2 separate regions of the Ovis aries genome follow, and region 1 is linked to region 2. The links are chromatin contacts, called in public Hi-C maps. All regions are on one chromosome and are shown on one strand. Each heading gives the region's core, a stretch centred on a gene start, on an enhancer-like site or on the middle of the called end of the contact. The rest is flanking DNA. Distances are from core to core; before and after follow the strand shown.

Region 1 (3,400 bases), core at 563-3,062, 120 kb after region 2:
AAAGTTTTCTTCTAATGGCCAGACTGAAGCCGAACCATGAAGAGAACCCACAGGCAATTCTGTACCATGCCAGATTGGTTTTTAATTCTGTTCACTAACTCAAAATGATGTTTAAAAAAATTTTTTTAAATAATTCAGAAACAAACACAGGGGTTTTTATAAACTGTTAGGGGTTAAAGGCAATGCCTAATCATGTGTGAGTACATTCAGCCTTTAAAACGGAAGAGAGACATCACCTTGTGTAAAGTAATTTTTATGTCCTTGAGGTGCGAGTCACTCTGTGCTCCTGGAGCTGTGAGCACTGCTTTAAAGCTCAAAAAAAGAGAGCTCCCAAGGTCTTCCACCAAGTAGAATGTTTTCACAAACATCACTGGTTTGGAAGGAACTGGCTTAAGCATCTAACCTCAGCCGAACAAAGGAAGTTGCACATAATGCAGTATACTCGGAAGCTTTTGGAAAAGGATCTATTAAAACTTCCTTGCCACCTCTCAATCCTTACCTTCAAACATCATCCTCAACAAATAAGTAGAAGCATTTTCTGAAGCATGAACACCTTACTGGTATACATTGTAGAAATAAGGAAGATTACAGAGGTGCAACTGATTAAAAGTAGCCGTTGGTTTTGTAATCCTTAGGTGCTGATTCCTGAAACAAATTAAAATTTTAGGCAGTAGAAATCACATGATCATTTTGAACAGGAGTACAACAAATCATTTACTGGTTGAAGGCTTTGACTTTCTGCTGAAGTACTGCAAAGCTGACTTGACAGGTGTATAAACCTACCTTCTGCTGCTGCTGCTAAGCCACTTCAGTCATATCCGATTCTTTGTGACTCTATGGACTGTAGCGTGCCAGGCTCCTCTGTCCATGGGATTCTCCAGGCAAGAATACAGGAGTGAGTTGTTATGCCCTCCTCCAGGGGATCTTTCCAATCCAGGGATCGAACCCACGCCTTTTCCACCTCCTGCACTGGCAGGTGGGTTCTTTACCTCTAGCACCTCCTGGGAAGCCCATCCATTAAGCGCAGTCTTTGACAAAGGGCTCAGCCCTCTCTGCTCTGGCAACTCTGAGGCCCAGTGGGCTCTGCTGACACCTGGTGGCAGACAGCAGGCAGACTGAGCTGAGTCCACAGAGGATTTCCTTCCACCTGACCTGCTGCCTGGACTTCTGGTCTGCAGTGGATATAGGCTAAAACAGCAAGAATGATGTTACATTAGAGGAAGAGCTGCTCTGTAAGATCGTCACATTAATGGCCAGAAATTAATCAGCACCAATAAAGAATCCCACGCAGGTATCTAGAAAATTCAAATGGCAAAACCTGCTTTTCAAAATTGTTCTTCCCATAAATGAAATTTGTTTGAACAATCTCTGTATCCACCTCTCTGGAATCCATTCATTCTACCAACTCCCGCCCTTATCCACATTTTAAGCAAGTTATATCCAGAATATAGAAAAAGAATAATCCTTATTCTTTTAAAGGGGGCATTTAAATTGTTCTGCTGTTGTCAATTAACTCAATCCTAACTGGGAATAACACCAACCAGAAGAAAAGGGACAGGTACAAGAAACATTTAACATTGTTAATGGTTAGCCACATTCTCTGCCACAAGGCTCTGCAGGAAAGGGAATAAGATGGGAAGATTTCTTGGAAAAAGAAAAATGAATTCTTCACCAGGTCCCAAGAACACTACTGGGCTGTGTCATTGGAGCCAACAGGTCAAAAGAAAATTGGCAAGCAGCAGGATATACTTGTAAAGGCTTGGCTCTACTGCCCAGTGTTTGATGTGGGACAACCCCATTCTCTGTTTAGATTGTCCCTAAATAGGATGAATGGTCTTCTTTGTGGAAACAGCCAACACGATAGTTCCTCCCAAAATAGAGTATCTGTATGCCAGGCACTGAGTAGGCCATTTTGCTAAAGCTCAGAGCAATCCTGTGCAGTCAGAGTTATTATCCCCCCATGTAATGGGATGCTGGGGTCCAGCCCCGGTGGATCCAGGGTGATTCCAAGGTGGGGACGGAGTCGGCGTCCTTGGAAATAACTTATTTAATTACAGATAGAGAGGGATTAGAAAGTTAGCAGAGAAAAAGAGGCTGAATAACTTGGTTTACATGGAATATCAATCACTACCTACGTAGGCCGCAGGCATCTTCCCGTTCTCCCAAAGGAGAGGAGGCACTGAGGCCCCCTCACCCACCCCTGTCCAATCTTAGAAGCCCAGGCAAAATTAGCAGGCTTGGTGAATACCCATGCACCAGATGGGAATTCGGTCAGAAAACAGCAAGAGAGAAAAAGAGGCTGAATAACTTGGTTTACGTGGGATACCAATAAAATTCCAAGACAAGGAATTTGCACCATCTATGTTGGGCCACCGGCACCACTTGAATATCAGAAGGTGCCACTCCTTTGGCTCCTTCTCGCGTGGGCTTGAAAGCCGGGGCAAGTAAGTAGACATGGTGAGCACCCACGCTCCAGATGGGAATTCAGCCAGAAAAACGGGGCGCAAGAAAGAAGCGACATGGGGGAATCAGTCTTTCTGGAAACTGATCCCGATTTCTTTAAGTTTGCTTATATACCTTTTGTTACACATAGGGATGAATACAGAGTCATGTGGGGGTCAGCAGTCCTGACCTTTATCAAAATCAGGTGCTTTACATAAAAAAAGATCTTAGGGGTTTTACATCATCTTCTGGCCGTGAGGCCTGCTGACATTTTACGACCCTTTCTTTCTGATAACCAAAAAACTTATTTTTTCCAAGGGTGTTTTTCTTAAACCAGGCACCACCCTCCAAATAAGGGTTGCATTCCTATAGGGTGAGGGTGCAGTGAGTTACAATCAAGAAAGGAATATATTTAACCCAAGGTTAACATGATTAATCTTAAAGGTTAATACTTATTTCTCCTATATGTTAGTTATGTTCATTATACGGGCAGGGAATGTGGAGATTTAGCAGCAAACTTCAGTCCAACAAATGAAAATCCTTTTACCAATGTTCCCCTTAAGATCTGTTAAGTCTTAAGATAGTGATAAAGTTACATTTTTACATAGCAAGGACACAGTGATTTATAACAAAATACAGTGATCTATTACAAAAGAGAAAATTCATTAACTCAAAAAGTCTAGTATTGCTAACCTTAAAAACTACTATATTTCCTTTTCTATATTCCAAATACATTGATTAATATAGTCCCAGGTGCCTAAGGATATGGAGGCCTGGCGGCAATCATTGACTCAACAATGAGAAAAGCCCTATGCTAATTAAGACTTTCAAAATACTCCAGAACTCTCTGTGCTGTTTATGGTTGAGAGGTAGTAAACATTCATGTGTGTAGTGGCAGGAGTATGAATAATCCTGTCACACAAGCTAGTTTGCCAGCAGAGAGGTTTGACCTGAGACA
Region 2 (3,583 bases), core at 92-2,591:
ATTTCTTTTGGAAGGAATGATGCTAAAGCTGAAACTCCAGTACTTTGGCCACCTCATGCGAAGAGTTGACTCATTGGAAAAGACTCTGATGCTGGGAGAGATTGGGGGCAGGAGGAGAAGGGGACAACAGAGGATGAGCATCACTGACTCTATGGACATGAGTCTGAGTGAAATCCAGGAGTTGGTGATGGACAGGGAGGCCTGGCGTGCTGCGATTCATGGGGTCGCAAAGAGTCGGACACGACTGAGCGACTGAACTAAACTGAACTGAGACATAGAAACCAGAGAGGTTAAGTGATTTGCTCAAGGTCACATAGGCAGGAAGTAAAGAAACTACAGCCTGGAGCCAGCTCTGATTCTAAAACCTGTGCTCTCAATCAGTGCCCTGACCAGCCTCTCATAAGCCACCAGGGGTCTCCCCAAACCAGCCCGTGGCTTCCCTTGGCCTCAGCCTCCCTGATATCCAAGTAACAACTGACCCCTCTGACTGCTGAGATCTCTTTGCCTCTCCTCGGTGTCTCTTCCCCTCGACCCTCCCCTCTTGACCATCAGGGCACCATCCCTTCCTCCACCCCAGGTCAGATCTTTAGCCTTCTTCTCTTCCCCTCCCACTTTTACTAGTTGGCTTCAAGGTCCAACTCTTATTTCTACCCCATGTCTGTCCACCCTTTTTGAACAGCTCTCCACAAACTTCTCCCCAGCTCTAGATGTGTGTTTGCAACGCTTCACCTTTCCTTCCCACACTGTCTTTGCAACCAGTGGGGTTGGAGATACCTGGGCCCCCCTCTTCCTGCCAGCATGGGCTGGAGAGTCCAGGGTCAGCTTGGCTTCCATCCCTCTTGCCGTACTCTGCACTGATGGAACTGGTTGTTCACACTTCCCCCTCCCTGTGAATTCTCAGCCTTCATTCTGAGGCTTAGGTGTCATCTGGAGGCCATTGGGAGCTTGTAATCACCACCCTCTTCAGGAACCTGCAGCCTGGGGATGGGTACTAGTCCTGGAACCCCTCATCCGAGCCAAGACCTCTGTGCTTTGCTGGCCAGTCGAGTTGGCTCACAAAGGGCTAGTACTGGACTTGGCTCAGACACCACCTCTGCCTGGAAGCCACCCATCTTAGCTGGGTATTTTCTGCTCTGGACTCTGATAGCACCTGCACTAATCTTAATACATCATTGTTCTGTGCTACATGCTGGGGACCCTGGTATGGAGAACACATGGCCCCAGTTTTATTGGAGGAAATAAACAGACATAGAGACAATGCACAGGGTGTGTCTTAGGTTTGCATGCAGAAGGTCGACACCTGTGAGGGAATGACGGAAGCAAGACTGGACAGAGGGCAGACTTATACTGAGCTGCAGTCACGGAGTCCTCAGCTAATTCTATGAGGAACGCTGAGCTGATGGCCTTTCAGAGCTGTCTCAAATGAGGCAAGAAGATTGGCCTTTACCCTGCTCCCAAGCCCTAGAGTATGGGCCACTCCCAGCAAGAGTGTGGGCCTTAGGCAGAGCTTCTGGCTCCAGCTGAAGGCAATTGCCAGAATGGACTGCAGTGATCCTGCCATTGTAGCCAATACTTACTCCAGGCAGCTGGAGAAGCAAGTGACTCTGCCTAGAATGGGGGTCTGGGTAACACAGCACAGCATCCACTCCAGGGCACACACAAGGATGCCTAAAGAGGAGATGGCCGATTCTATTTTGCATAGACCTAGGAATTGAAATTTAGAAACTCTGGAAGTGCCGTCTCTGAGATGGCAGGAACCCACGCTTGCATCTGAACGCCTCCCCCAACAGATAACAGACCTTGTAGGGGAGGTCCCTAGGGAGGCTGATCTTACATCCTGAGGCTTCCCACCTTAGTAAAGACCTCCAACTTCAGTCCACACGGAGGCAGAGGAATCACTCCTGCTGGGATGGAAACTTAGAGGAACCAGTGATGCAGAAGAAATAAAAGGAGAAGAAATAAGAAGACAGCAGGAGATCCTATTTGGTCTGGGTCTTGGTGTGCACATATAGGTCTTTGTTGAGTAGACCATCCAAACATCTTCAGTTCCGTTGGCTCTTCCTCATATAAACATGGCAATAATAGCTCATGTTATCTCTGCCTTTGCTATGGGTCAGGCCCTGTCCTAAGCACTTCACCTGCTTAGTTCACCATTACAGCACCCTAGGAATTAAGTACTGTTGCTGCCCTCATGCTACACAAAAGGAAAGCCAGGCTTAAACAGGACAAACAACTTGGGCAAGATCACGCAGTAAGAAGGGGCTCCCTCTGCCTCAAATGCCTGCCCTTTCTCACTAGTGACCTCCCTTCATCCTTCAAAGCTCAATCTCCACTCATTCTATCAGGCCTTCTTCATTCCTTTAGGAACATCAGGGGTTTCCCAGGTGGCGCTAGTGGTAAAGAATCTGCCTGCCAGTGCAGGAGACATAAGAGACATTGGTTCGACATTGGTTCGATCTCTGGGTCAGGAAGACCCCCTGACGGAGGAAGTTGCGACCTGAGTGATTGAGCACTCAGGAACGTCAGGTCCCTGCACCTGGCCTGCAGACAATAAGCTGCCCCAGGGCCACACACCTTGGTTTGTAGCCCCTTCGCCATATAAGACAAGGTAACCTAGGAGACTCCATCCAGCTCTGTGGCTGTACTGGTTTAAGTGGGATTTCACTTCTCTTATTCTGGACTCTGGCTTTGCTCACACTGGGCAAAGGGGCTAAAAACCAAGGTGGTTAGGGTTATTCATCCAGGGCAGCTGAGCTGCACTGGGGCCTGAGCTTGTAGTCTGCAGTTGAACATTATGCTGTTCTCACCTGCGCCCTAGGAAGTTGCCTTGCCTTGGCCTGTGCTGGTCATCTGGTCTACCCAACTGAGCCAAGTGAGACTGGGTAGGTTCAAGAGTCCCTTCTGCAGTGAAACTCTGCTCTGAAAGAACACATTCACTGCATTCCCAAGGGGAGCACCAGGAGCAGTCCATATCTGTGTTTTGTCCCCACTGGTTGTCGTGGGTCCATTCCTCAGAAGCAGGCCCTGAGATGGCAGTTCATGAGACTGGCTAAGAGAGTGCTCCCAGGAGAAACCAGCAAGGGAGCAGGAGGAGCAGAACAGAGAAAAATGGAAGAAGACTGTGCTTTGGGCAAATTCTAGACTCAGCTCAATGTCAATTACACCGCTTGAGGTAGGGTAGCCAGGCTTTCATGGAGCAGCGCTAGTCTTGCACTCAGCCATCTGCGCATGTGTGCAGGCAGTGTGGCTTAAAAGCCTGAGGCTTCAGAGTCACAGGTGCAGAGCCTTAGACGACATGCCCTTGTACCCCAGGGGATGGGCGCACAGGCACAGATAAACACATCTGAGGGGATCAGAGCCATGTCTTCTACACTGTGGTAGGGATGTTCGCCTCCCCATACAGAATAGGGACCAGGCCTCTGATTCCCTGTTGTGTGTTGCTCAGCCAGCTGAGATCAGAAGCTGCCCAGGCACCCAGGGAGAAGATGCCCAGGAGGCTCTTGTTTTCATTGTCCGTGCTCATCAAGTTGATCGAACTGATTTCGCTGGAAGGGAGGGACACTTAAGTTCAGCAAGATTGGAA

The links. A called contact is a pair of places that touch in the nucleus more often than the background predicts.
Region 1: a contact with region 2 is called in a Hi-C map of hypothalamus, with 6 times the contacts expected there. The contact joins two enhancer-like sites. A contact is called at or near these places in 7 of 16 Hi-C or Micro-C datasets (hypothalamus, liver, mixed tissues and 3 more).

Annotation. Positions count from the first base shown.
Region 1 is chr2:184,638,994-184,642,393 of ARS-UI_Ramb_v3.0, forward strand. No RefSeq gene overlaps it. Among named protein-coding and RNA genes, the nearest start is that of STEAP3, 94 kb to the left of the region's middle. Within about 2 kb of position 1,813, at least 4 of the 54 cell types and tissues checked have an H3K27ac peak or open chromatin away from gene starts, as enhancers often do.
Region 2 is chr2:184,522,445-184,526,027 of ARS-UI_Ramb_v3.0, forward strand. No RefSeq gene overlaps it. Among named protein-coding and RNA genes, the nearest start is that of STEAP3, 22 kb to the right of the region's middle. Within about 2 kb of position 1,342, at least 3 of the 54 cell types and tissues checked have an H3K27ac peak or open chromatin away from gene starts, as enhancers often do.